4 separate regions of the Mus musculus genome follow, and regions 1, 2 and 3 are each linked to region 4. The links are chromatin contacts, called in public promoter capture Hi-C maps. All regions are on one chromosome and are shown on one strand. The core of a region is the stretch at or near the end of the contact, and the rest is flanking DNA. Distances in the headings are between cores, read along the strand shown. Region 1 holds the start of Cd8a (CD8 antigen, alpha chain). Region 2 holds the start of Cd8b1 (CD8 antigen, beta chain 1). Region 3 holds the start of Rnf103 (ring finger protein 103). Region 4 overlaps Reep1 (receptor accessory protein 1).

Region 1 (2,844 bases), core at 344-2,843, 400 kb before region 4:
GAATACTGAGACCAAGCAGTTTCTAAAGCCCACCCAATACTTGTTTGTATATATACAGAGCTTGGTGGCTCAAGCTTGTAATCCTAGCACCCTGGAGACTAATGCAATTGGACTATCATGAAACTAGGGCCTGCTTGAACTATGTCGTAAGTTCCAGGCCAGCCTATTTGAGATCTTGTCATCAAACATAAACAATGACAAAAGGCAAACCTATTCAGAGGGGTGCAGTTCAGTAAACACAAATAAGAATATAACATCAACAACACACTTGTTTGTGTAAACTGGACATGGTGGCCATACCCAGCACTGTGGCGGTTATGGTAAACAGCGTGCCACTGGGCAGAACTCAGATGTGGGGTAGAGACTGCCAGGCAACCTGTCTCCAACTAGAATGAAGCAGTAACGTGGGAGGCACACCCTGTATGGGGTTCCAAGTGGAAAACCCCACTAAGTACAAGCCACATACAAGCAAGAAGAAAGCACATCCCTGAGACTGGCAGCTTTCAGGACTGCAGTGGGCAAGAAAGAATGAAGTCTATGTGTGCCAGGGACAGAGAAGAGTAAATGCCTGCACCCAAGATTCACCCAGGACACACACATGCATACAAGCAACAGAGAAAGTCAAAGGCCCAAGTCAGATGGCAGGGGCCCAGCATTTGCCAGGCAGAGAGCAGCAAGACCTTAGAAACGTAGAAATAAGTAACCAGGGAAGTGTCTGTCTATGAGGCAGTGGCTGCAGGCGGGCACATGGCAAAGCCAGGGATGGTGGCTTGGGTGGAGCCAGCACCTATCCAAGGGCTAGTCCCCAACCAAGTCAGAGAGGTGTTTTCCTCTAGCTGTGCAGGCCATGGGGTGATGCTGTCAGATCCCCTGGATAAGAATGAGGGTCAAAGTGTGTAGCTGGATCATCCAGTTGGCGAGCATTTGGTGTGGAGGCTGTTGCCATGGTTCTAAGAAGGGATGAGACTGGGAGGTGAGCTTTGCTCCCTGGGTGGGAGGCCAGGGAAGGATATTGTCAGCAGCTAAGAGTGCCACTCAAGGCTCCCATTGAACTGCCCCCTTGCAAGTCCCCTTGATGGGAGGTGCAAGTCCCTTCTGGTTAGTGTCTGGTCTGCTCTGCTGGAATCTCTGTACATTTTCTTTCCACTCAACCTCCAGACAAGAAGCAAAAACACAAAAAGACACTACTGCCAGCAAAAGAAGTGGAAGGGCAGGAGGGTCTAGAATTCAAGGCCAACCTTTGCCATGAAGTGAGTCTGAAGCAAGCTTGGGGAACCCAAGAACCTATCTACAAGAAAAAGAAAAGGGAGAGTGGGCACTCCTCTCCCTTCATGTCCTGTCACTCTCATATTTTTTTTATTAAGATTTAATCTTTATCCTTCTTCTTTCAGCCACTCTTGCAGAAGAACAATTCCTAAGGGTCCCTTCCAAGTGTTTTCTCTTCCCCAAATCTCAGTTTTCAATTCCTCCCACTTGCTCTGCAAGGGTGCATTCTCACTCTGAGTTCCCAGGCCCCTAAAAGGTGGTTGACACTCTTTGGTGGGGACTTTGGGTGACATCATATCCTCACATAGGAAATCAGCTCTGTCTGCAGCTGGCTAAAGGAGCAGTTTCCCCGACCCTACACGCCTCCCCCACCGCACCTCCTCCGCCCTGTTCCTGGGCCCCTCCCCTAGAGCCCTAGCTTGACCTAAGCTGCTTGCTGGTGGAGAGCACACCATGGCCTCACCGTTGACCCGCTTTCTGTCGCTGAACCTGCTGCTGCTGGGTGAGTCGATTATCCTGGGGAGTGGAGAAGCTAAGCCACAGGCACCCGAACTCCGAATCTTTCCAAAGAAAATGGACGCCGAACTTGGTCAGAAGGTGGACCTGGTATGTGAAGTGTTGGGGTCCGTTTCGCAAGGATGCTCTTGGCTCTTCCAGAACTCCAGCTCCAAACTCCCCCAGCCCACCTTCGTTGTCTATATGGCTTCATCCCACAACAAGATAACGTGGGACGAGAAGCTGAATTCGTCGAAACTGTTTTCTGCCATGAGGGACACGAATAATAAGTACGTTCTCACCCTGAACAAGTTCAGCAAGGAAAACGAAGGCTACTATTTCTGCTCAGTCATCAGCAACTCGGTGATGTACTTCAGTTCTGTCGTGCCAGTCCTTCAGAAAGGTTTGGAAGTGGAGGTTCCCGTCTCCTGGGTTTTAGGGGTCACATCTGAACAAGTTTCACGCAGATTCCCTCTTCTTAAATCTCTTGGGGCCTCTTGGAGGTGATTTCTATACTGTCCCCATTTTACAGACCAAAAAGTTGAGGCTGAGGTGCTGGGTGGGATTGGAAGTGATTTTTAAACGCCCTGGATCTGGGCTGGAGTCTGGATGCACGTGTGATCCTGCCCCTGTTGGCTCCAGGATAGAATTTTGGTATTGACTCCAGCTTTGGGTTGGTGGAGGGCCGCAGTCGCTTAGCTGCTGGATCTGATCTAGGCACATTGGCCCCAAATCACACTTGGCTCCGCGTGTGCGAGCAGCGGAGTAGCCCAGCACGTATCCAGGGGTTCCTTCTTCCTCTAGTTAAAAGCTAGGAAACGGCTCCTTCTTGGGTAAAGGCTAAGTGGAAAGGGGCTGGTGCATCCACAATTCCAGCTTGACCCGCAGGCACCCTATTGCTTTTGCAGTGAACTCTACTACTACCAAGCCAGTGCTGCGAACTCCCTCACCTGTGCACCCTACCGGGACATCTCAGCCCCAGAGACCAGAAGATTGTCGGCCCCGTGGCTCAGGTTAGGTGCTCTCAAGCGATTGAGATAAGCAGATAGCCTGGGGTGGAAAATCCTGATCTTGGAGGGAGAC
Region 2 (2,906 bases), core at 71-2,570, 450 kb before region 4:
CACCACTGGTTACCCCATTCACTCTTCTGAAACTCAAGCGCACAATGTGCTTGGCTGCAGGGCCGGCCTAGATGACACTCCGGCCTAGATGACACTCGCAATCTTTTTTTTTTTTTCTTTTTGAGGCAGGGCTTCTCTGTGTAGCCCTGGCTGTCCTGGAACTCACTCTGTAGATCAAGCTGGCCTCGAACTCAGAAATCCACTGGGATGGATTTTTGATAGGATCTCTCTATGAAGCCCTGTTGCCTTGAACTCACTGTGTATACCAGGCTGGCCCCAAACTTGTTTTAGCCCACTTGTCTCCCTTCCAAGTCCTGCGGTTACCTGATGCACGCTTAGCTCTTCTTCTGTGGTGGATGTCCCCCACAGCCCTTCCCAGCCTCCCTCTCGCCAGCAGACAGATCACCAAGGATCCAGTTTCCCTGGACAGCAGCTCTCTCAACTCACCTCTGCCAGCCTCCACAGGCCTCCCCGTTCTTCATGGGTTCTTGATGGGGCTTTGATCTCAAAACTGATGAAGAAGCCTCAGGGCATACAGCACTGTAAGGCAGGGCAGGGGAGGGGAGACATACAGACACCCCAGTCCGTAGGGCTCTAGGTCCAGGTTTGGCTTTGCCTCACTTTCAGGCAAGGTCTGAGCCCCTCTGTGGCACCCCAGCTTGCCTCTCTCCCTCCTTTCTCTCTGTGTTGGCTAACTTCCCTTCCTCCCTTACAAGGGATCTCCATCACTCCAGGGCCAGCTGGACTCTGAACTGGGAGGTCTTCATAACTGTTTTCCTTGCTGAGACACACACACACACACACACACACACACACACACACACACACACGTAAAGCCTCTGTCTCCTGCCACCACGTGTTCCCTACCACAATGGACTGTGTCCTCAAACCAAGATGAACCCCTCCTCCAGCTGCTCAGAAAGAACGAATGTAAAGACGTGTCTGAATTAGGGCCAAGCTTCACAAAACCATGAGGCCTGGCGCATGCTGGCCTCTGTGACTCAGTTGTCCCAAGGTATCAGGGTTCTGTCCCGAGCTCCCCCCTGGGGCAAGAGGCATCACACAGGTGCAACCCCTTGGCATGACTGAGTCTGAGATCTATCACTTCCTCTCACCAGAAAACAAGAGTCCTGGTGGGCTCTTTGAAAAGTCAAGGCTTTGATGCTGTATAGGATGAAGATGAAGGCACTCCATACACACACACACACACACACACACACACACACACACACACACACACACACACACATCACGATTCCGCCCCTGCCCTGGTGGCCCCGCCCTCTTAGCTCACTTACGTTCCTGGTGCCCCACCCGCCCAAGCTGGCTCCTAACCTACCTTTCAGTTGACAGAGCACTGAGGGGAACAGTGTCCCCAAAAGCGCCAAGATGCAGCCATGGCTCTGGCTGGTCTTCAGTATGAAGCTGGCAGGTAAGACCCAGAGTGGGGCTACCCCCAATCTGCACTAGAGCAGGGAACTTAGGCCTGGTATCTCAGCAACAGGAGGAATAGACAGGCGCTGGGCTGTGAGAACAGGGGAGGCCGGTAGGCAGAGACCCTGAACCCGGAATGGAGATTCCTTCTCACTACCCAGAGAGGTCTGAGACGCCCAGGGCAGAAGTCACCTCTGTCCTACAGCCTGAACTAAAAGGGAAGGAAGGAAAAATGGAAGAAAGAAAAGGAAAGAGAGAGATCTAAAACCGAAGGGGAAATGTTCAGGGTGCCTACCGGGATGTGCCCCGTGAAGTCCCCAGAGGCCCTACAGACGTACTCTTATTACTTCCGGGAAAGTGCTTCTAGAAAATTGGACAACTATGGCAGGATACTCATTATGACCCCCTGGCTCTCCAGTGTGCTCTGCAGCATTCCCCCCCGCCCCCGCCCCCAAGTAGCGGCACTGCAGTTGGGATGTTGGAGCTGGCACAGAGATGTGGCCTAAAGGTTGTCATTGTGGTCAACCCAGAGACTTTGCTTTTTAGAAGAAGACTTCCAATATCCACGGGTCTGGTACCTCCTAGAGCCCCCAACTACTGAGGGAAACAAGGGAGGCCAGTCCCTGCCTCTGAACAGGTTAGCTAAACTGGTCAAAATAAGAAATGAAACAAGATTCTTTCAGGCCACTAAAGCTACCTCTGATCGTTCTAGAAATACCAGGTTCCTCTGAAAATGGAGTCCTAGGCTACCAAGCAGATTAAATGAGACTGTATGTGACCTAAAGCCTGGCTGTGTGTGTCCTCTGGGCTCTTTGGAAAGGCCCCTACCATCTGGGTATTTGTGGCCCCACTTTGAGTATAGGTCTCCTCGATTGGGAGGCTCGGAGTTCATTCACCCCAGTCTAGGACCCCGGTTTGAGTGCCAGTCCACTTCACAGACTGTGGGACCTTGAGTTCAGCTTTCCCTCAAGCTCTGTTTGCTCCCGTGTAAAATGAGTCTCTCGGCATAGGATTTGGTGAGGATTAAATCAGACAACGCATGCACTGTGCCTGACACACTGTGATGATCTATATGGACATCATCACTTCATATTGACTTCTCCAAAGAGGCCAGTAACCCAAAGCAATAAAAATGGCTGCGATGGGACAGAAATGGTAGCCTGAAACTCGGGGAAGGGAGATGGAGCAGCACCTCAGCCACAGGGGAGTAGTCACTCTTTCCATGCGATCAGAGGCTCCGAGTGGTCTGAGGGTGGAATCGGGATTCGTTCATCACATCAGTTCCAGGGAAGGCCCGAGCCACAATTATAGGCAGGGATTAATGCCAAGCAGCTGCTTCTTCTGGGCTCACACCTCCTCTGGCCTCTGTTTAACCATGCCTGTCCTTGGCATTATATCTTGGCCATGATCTTCAGGGTGGCCCTCTGTTGCAAGCCAAAGAAAAAGGGCTTTCTAGATCAAATGGGTTTGTT
Region 3 (3,113 bases), core at 393-2,892, 280 kb before region 4:
GACTTGACTAGCAATGCCACCATATAACAGTGCTATACTGTGAAATCAAGAATGCTGAAATTACAGAGCCAAGTCTGTCAGCAGGAACAGTTTAATACAGTCTCCACGTGGTCTGCTGCCCTGGAAAACCACCACACTGTTCTGTAAGTCTGAAGCTGTACATTCCTGCCCACCCTGCTCCTAGGCTTCTTCCTTCCTAGCTCCTCCACTAGCTGTACACCGAGATGCCTTTGTTAACTGCGTTATAAAGGGGTACTATCCTTTGTCTACATTTTATGATCCATTCTTTGTTTTCCATGGCTCATTTGCTCCCTGATTGAGGGTCACACTCTCTCCCTAAAAATTTCACCCCTGGTTTAGGGTTGTTCATGCTTTTCCTTGCTGGCTAACATTTCACCTGGAATTCCTACTTGTTTTCCTGATCAAGAAGACTCACACACACGCACACATGCACACACACGCGCGTACACACACACACACACACACACACACACACACAGAAACAGAGAGAGAGAGACAGAGTGGGGGAGAAAGACAGAGAGAGGGAGAAAGACAGAGAGAGAGAGAGAGAGAGAGAGAGAGAGAGAGAGAGAGAGAGAACATGACCCTGCTAGAGTTAAATAAACACGGAACCAGGTACCATACGCTTGCCTGTCAAACTCATTTTATATGAGTTCTTCTGGCTGGCTAAAACACACAGACCTTTGCACCTGGACCTAACCACACCTAACAACTTTTGTCCTGACAACTCAGACCTTCATTGTCTACTTTTTAACCCTCTAGGAGACTAGCCACAACTGGATCACATACTAAAATTCTTTTTGGCCATACCTCCTCCAACACACATGTGAAAATCGCATTCTAAAGCAAAGGTAGAAAAACATCTGTTTTCAGAGTTTCACCTCAAGCACCTCAAGCCAGCTGTGCCACCCCTCCCCCCCACCCCACCCCGAACAAAAAACTAAACAAAAGAAAAACCCAAAAGCATCCGCGGTTGACAGGGACTGGACTTAAAACACAGATTCTGATTTTTACAGATCTTGATGATTTGGGTGGGTGTGGTGGTGCACGGTTTTTTTTTTTTTTTTTTTTTTTTTTTTGGGTTTTCGAGACAGGGTTTCTCTGTGTAGCCCTGGCTGTCCTGGAACTCACTCTGTAGACCAAGCTGGCCTCGAACTCAGAAATCCGCCTGCCTCTGCCTCCCGAGTGCTGGGATTAAAGGCGTGCGCCACCACGCCCGGCGGTGCACGGTTTTAATCCCAGCACTTCCATGCCTGGCAGGCAATCTCTGAATTCTGAGGCCCGCTTGGTGTTCAGAGCGGTTCCAGGCGGGCCAGGACTATTTAATAAGGCAGTGTCTCAAAACAAAACAAAAACCACAAACAAAAACGAACATCTTTTAGCAGCCTTTATTTTTCACGCTCAGCACAAAGGTGCACAGTGTCGCAGGGTCCAATGTCCAATCCTGGGACTGAAATCAGTGACTAAACATCAGCGCATCAGAGGGCTGGGACCGCGAGAGCACAGTAACTCGGAAGGTTTACCCAGCCCAGCCTCCCGCAGCCCCTCTCTCCCCTTGCACCCCGCGGCTTCTAACCCCGCCCCTGCCGAGACCCCGCCCCGATGCCGACGTCAGTTGTTATGTCTTGACTGGGGCCGCGGCTACAGCGGGTCCAGTGCTCTGGGGGCGACGGCCGCGGCCTGCAGAGGCGGCAGGGACGGTGGCCGCGGTTGGCGCGGCGCGTCCGCACGGGGCTGGGCACCGCGCGGCTACGCAGCTGACAGGAAGCCGCCCGGGAGAGCCGCGTTGGGGCCTAGCGTTATTTGCTTTTTCCTCTTTTTTTCCTCCCTTCACGACTGTCGTCTCGCGCTCCTCCTCAGCGGGAGCCGCCGCGACGCCCCCTCGCGGGCCGCGGGGCCTGATAGGCGCCGCCCGCGGGAACCTGGAGCTGCCGCCAGGCCTGGGCGGCCGCCGGGGCCTGAAGCCTGGGCGTTCGGCGCGGCGCTGCGGCGGTCACTCCAACCCGCGCTGGGCGCGCCGGGCCCCGGGCCTGGCCCAGCCGAGTACCGCGCCCTCTGGACCACTCAGTCCGGCCCCAACCGCCCTCCGCTGGCCCGCAGTCCCTCGGAGCTGCCTCCCGGTCACCCCAGGTGGGCTCTTGCCCTCTTCCAGCCGTCCGCAGCTCGATGGGTGGGGTGCGTTTGAACGTCCCCCCTTCTCCCTTTCTCAGCTCCTGACCGCAAGGCCAGAGCCGGGGCTCTCAGTCGCACGCACGCCGCGATCCACCTGCCTCCCCGCGGGGATGGCCCGCCGGTGACCGCCGCGCGCCCTCGCTGCCCTCGCCCAGGCTGCGCTCTGTCGCCCCGCACTCGATCCCCTTCCCTTGTCCACGGCGTCCCGGCTCCTGGCGACGCCAAGAGGGCGAAGATGTGGCTGAAGCTGTTTTTCTTGCTCCTGTATTTCCTGGTCCTGTTCGTCCTGGCCAGGTTTTTTGAGGCCATTGTGTGGTACGAGACTGGCATCTTTGCTACTCAGCTGGTGGATCCGGTGGCATTGAGCTTCAAGAAGCTGAAGACCATTCTGGAGTGTCGAGGGCTGGGCTACTCCGGGCTGCCGGAGAAGAAAGATGTTCGGGAGCTGGTGGAGAAGTCAGGCAAGTGCTGGGCTCCTGGAGGTCGCCTCCACTGTCCTGGCTCTTACCCACTCCCCAGAATTAGGCGGTCCCCAGAATGGTTAAACAGACTGCTCCAGAGAGCTGCCCAGGTCATCTTTGTCTACGTTTTCTAAATAAATATGTAAATCTCGGTTTGGAAAAGACAACTGTTAGGTGTATTGGTGTGTTCCAAAGGCTCTTTGGAAATGACAGTTTGAAAGTGTAGCTTTAAAAAAAAATCATTAAATTGAATCATTTGTCCCAGAATTCAGGAACGTCAGTTGAAATTGATTATAGAGAAAGGAAAAATTACAAAACATAGTCTGTAAATAGCAGCATCTGCATCCACAATAAAAACAAGCTACCAGGAGGGTAAAACATCATTAAAATAATAACAAAAGGCACGTGGACCTAAAGATTTACGTGTAAATTATGCATTTAATTATAGGTAAGGTGTAC
Region 4 (3,201 bases), core at 618-3,117:
ACTTTTTTTTTCTTTCCATTTTTTATTAGGTATTTAGCTCATTTACATTTCCAATGTTATACCAAAAGTCCCCCATACCCACCCACCCCCACTCCCCTACCCACCCACTACCCCTTTTTGGCCCTGGAGTTCCCCTGTACTGGGGCATATAAAGTTTGTGTGTCCAATGGGCCTCTCTTTCCAGTGATGGCCAACTAGGCCATCTTTTGATACATATGCAGCTAGAGTCAAGAGCTCCGGGGTACTGGTTAGTTCATAATGTTGTTCCACCTATAGACCTTGAACTTTTTATCCTCCTGCCTCCACCTCCCGGTTGCTGGGTTTACAGGTGTACAGCACCTTCTGTGCCAGGATGGAGGAACTCATGCATGCCAAGTAAGCACTCTACCAACCAAGCATCCCTACTCCTTAATTTTGTTTGGAGACAAGGTTTTGGTGTATAGCCTAGGATGGCCCCAAACTCATGATCCTTCTGCCCCAGCGTTTCGAGTGCTAGGACTTACAGGCAACTGTCACCATGCCCATTACACTACCCCTGACTATCCCAAGCCTTTCGAGGGCTTAAGGGCTGAAGCCTGGAAGTACATCCTCCTCTTATCCCTCCTCTTATCTGAGCTCTTCTACAAACCATTGATCACCCTATGCCTGGGTATCATCAAAGCAGTCTCCAACCCCACAGCCTTTAATCCCAATCCTCAGAAGGCCGAGGAAGGCAGAGCTCTATGAGTTTAAAGCCAGTCTAATCTACGTAATGAGGCCTGTGTCAAGGGAGGGATGGAGGGAGGGAGGGAGGGAGGGAGGGAGGGAGGGAGGGAGGGAGGAAGGAAAGAAGATAGAAGGAAGGAAAGAAGAGAGGGAGAGAGGCAAAAAAGAAAAAGAGACAAACCAGGCTCCATCACCAGGATAGACATGACTGCCTAATAGTGGCCTCCTATACAGTCTAGAGCTACTTGGTATCAGGTTGGGGACAGTGCTCAAAAGGCAGACCTACTGGCCACACCAAACACTGCCACCTGAATCTTCACTGTACTATGCTCTGTTGGTCTGCCTAGTGAAGGCCCAAGGAATGAACCAAAAGGTCCAGAAACAGGAAACTTTTTATTGTTGCTTTTTAAAGGTATTAGGAGTGTATTTGCGTGTGAGAGAGTATACGAATGTGTCTGCACTCGTTATAGGCATATGTGAAGAAGGAGTGTCAGATTCTCCAGAGATGGAGGTGTAAGCATTTGTGAGTCTCCCAGCATGGTGCTGGGAGCCAAACTCCGGTCCTCTGGGGAGCAAGGGACATCTTTTCAGACTTCTTGCTGAAGCTTTTAAAAGCTGCATCAGTGTGGGTGGATGGATTATGCTAAAAAGATTCTAAAAAAAAACAAGTGATCTATATAGCAAATGGTTCAGGGAATCAAGGTAGGCTGGGCAGTCCAGAGGGGCCCCTGGGAAGGTCAAATAGACATATGTATTTCCTAAATGCTAATGCTGTAGCCTGGGACAGAGGCTCTTAGTTGGCTGTGCAGTGAGAATGTGGTTACTCAGATCTAAATGACGGTTTCCTGCTATCTACAAAGTGCATACAGATCATCCACTCCTGAGTACCCGGACCATAGCCTCACTGGTGTGCATACAGAGAGAAGCACATACAGGGAGGTTTGCTGGAAGCTTGGCTTATGATGGATGCTTGTCATCAATCTCTTTCCCCGGGAGATGCTTACACATGTATAGGAAGCTATGAAAGAGACGGGAGCTTTCCATGTTCTGGTATGAGATGGTCCCCAATGTATACTGTTGATTCTGGGCAGATTAGGGAAAGCAAGGTGTCGGGGGTATAGAGAACAGAGAATGCCACCAACAGGCAGTTAAGGGAATCACAGGTACCCACCTGATTGAATAGGCCTAGCCCAATAAAGATTAAGAAGAGAGTCTAGAGGGCCTGGGTGGGAGGGAAGCTCTGTATGCTCTCGGATTCTTTAGCATTTCTTAACTATGCGCATGCATGACCTACTTTTTAAAAATTTCTTTTACACAATAACTAGGAGAGCTCTAGTGTGATTGATGGCTGTCCTTGGGACTGTCTGTGTTTCTTAGGCTGGTATGTGAACTTGCTGGATTCAGTAGCTTTCCCCTTGGACTGGCTAATAATTTGTCTTCAAAACAAAAGTTCCTCCATTCTTAATGAGCGCTGTGTCCCACTCTGGGGGTGGGGAGCATCGATCACGCCTCCCCTCTTTCAGCCCTGGTCTTTTGTAGCTGTGAAAGATGAACCGACTTTGCCGGGGAAGAACCCCACCCTCACCCCAGTTACTGGTGAATATTCAGGAAGAGCCTGCTAAAGCCAGAAAGCAGAGGGGCTTTGGTGAGGTGGGCCGCTGTCTGAGGAGAGGGAGCTGTATGAGTTTGGAAGGGCTCTGAAATGACTCGCTAGGGGTTGCTTTCATTTTTAGCTTCTTTCATCTGGGAAGGATGCCTGGGAAAGACTTACTTTTTGGTCCCTCAGACTAGCGTAAGAGACCCTTTTACCCACCGCATCTTATTTTAAGTAAGGATGTCTGGGGTTTGTTTTAAGTAGGTGTGGTCAGACTTGAGGACCTGAAAATGGCTGGCAGGAGGGAGATGTTTGTCCACATCAAAGATCCCTAGTAATAGGAAGTGCAGCACCACACAAGGCCACTAGGGGAGGTACCAGGATGGTTCTGGAGGCAGAGGCTTGCTGTCAGCATGGTTCCGTGAGAAGGATTTGGGTTCGCTATTGTAAGTGGTTCTGAGAGATAGGAGCATCTCTGGCTATCTGGTCCTGGTATGGGGAAATGCAAGCATATGCACAGTGGCTGAGAGTGTGAGATCCTGCAGGCTCTAGACTATTGACCTGCATGTAAAAGCTAAAGGTCTTTGAGCATAGACCTTTTCCTTACTCACCAGCCCTTTCTCATTTCCAGGGTCGGGAGGGTGCTAGAGAGAAGGCTCAGCAGTTAAGAGTGCTTGCTCCTCTCGCAGAGGACTAGAATTAGGTTCCCAACACTCATGTTAGGTGGCTCACAATCTCCTGTAACTATAACTTCAGAGGGATCTGACGCCCTCTTGTGGCCTCCAGAGTCACTGCACTCACATGCATAAACCTACACATAGATACACATACACACAATTTAAAAGTAAAATATTAGAAAAAAAAAGTAAGAAAGTTCAGAAGGAGCCTGTGCTAGTACTGGG

Evidence for each region. Promoter capture Hi-C pulls out the DNA fragments that hold promoters and counts their contacts.
Region 1: a promoter capture Hi-C map of embryonic stem cells shows a contact between it and region 4, with 3 times the contacts expected there. The contact joins the promoter of Cd8a here to the enhancer-like site in region 4. A contact is called at or near these places in 4 of 39 promoter capture datasets (cranial neural crest, embryonic stem cells, liver and 1 more), 1 of 115 datasets of contacts at active chromatin or transcription factors (embryonic stem cells) and 2 of 9 other capture datasets (liver and macrophages).
Region 2: a contact with region 4 is called in a promoter capture Hi-C map of embryonic stem cells, with 4 times the contacts expected there. The contact joins the promoter of Cd8b1 here to the enhancer-like site in region 4. A contact is called at or near these places in 13 of 39 promoter capture datasets (the 3T3-L1 cell line, the C10 cell line, the HPC-7 cell line and 8 more), 4 of 115 datasets of contacts at active chromatin or transcription factors (T-cell acute lymphoblastic leukemia, double positive thymocytes and embryonic stem cells) and 3 of 9 other capture datasets (adipose tissue, embryonic stem cells and liver).
Region 3: a contact with region 4 is called in a promoter capture Hi-C map of embryonic stem cells, with 2.7 times the contacts expected there. The contact joins the promoter of Rnf103 here to the enhancer-like site in region 4. A contact is called at or near these places in 5 of 39 promoter capture datasets (the C10 cell line, embryonic stem cells, hippocampal neurons and 1 more), 3 of 484 Hi-C or Micro-C datasets (the HPC-7 cell line, cerebellum and cortical neurons) and 7 of 115 datasets of contacts at active chromatin or transcription factors (the 230-238 cell line, the SCID.adh cell line, T-cell acute lymphoblastic leukemia and 3 more).

The regions. Positions count from the first base shown.
Region 1 is chr6:71,371,834-71,374,677 of GRCm38.p6, forward strand. Cd8a (CD8 antigen, alpha chain) reads left to right here and starts at 1,594. Exons shown (of 5, transcript NM_001081110.2): 1 at 1,594-2,164; 2 at 2,670-2,774. The coding sequence starts at 1,720. RefSeq lists a cis regulatory region at 1-77.
Region 2 is chr6:71,321,468-71,324,373 of GRCm38.p6, forward strand. Cd8b1 (CD8 antigen, beta chain 1) reads left to right here and starts at 1,321. Exons shown (of 6, transcript NM_009858.3): 1 at 1,321-1,432. The coding sequence starts at 1,390. Gm38828 (a long non-coding RNA gene) reads right to left here and starts at 1,190. Exons shown (of 3, transcript XR_869170.3): 1 at 868-1,190; 2 at 448-540.
Region 3 is chr6:71,492,235-71,495,347 of GRCm38.p6, forward strand. Rnf103 (ring finger protein 103) reads left to right here and starts at 1,643. Exons shown (of 4, transcript NM_009543.3): 1 at 1,643-2,654. The coding sequence starts at 2,429.
Region 4 is chr6:71,768,409-71,771,609 of GRCm38.p6, forward strand. All of the region lies in intron 3 of Reep1 (receptor accessory protein 1), which reads left to right. Among named protein-coding and RNA genes, the nearest start is that of Mrpl35, 54 kb to the right of the region's middle. Within about 2 kb of position 1,868, at least 10 of the 459 cell types and tissues checked have an H3K27ac peak or open chromatin away from gene starts, as enhancers often do. A contact at or near this core is called in the SCID.adh cell line, T-cell acute lymphoblastic leukemia, double positive thymocytes and 1 more, where this site is marked.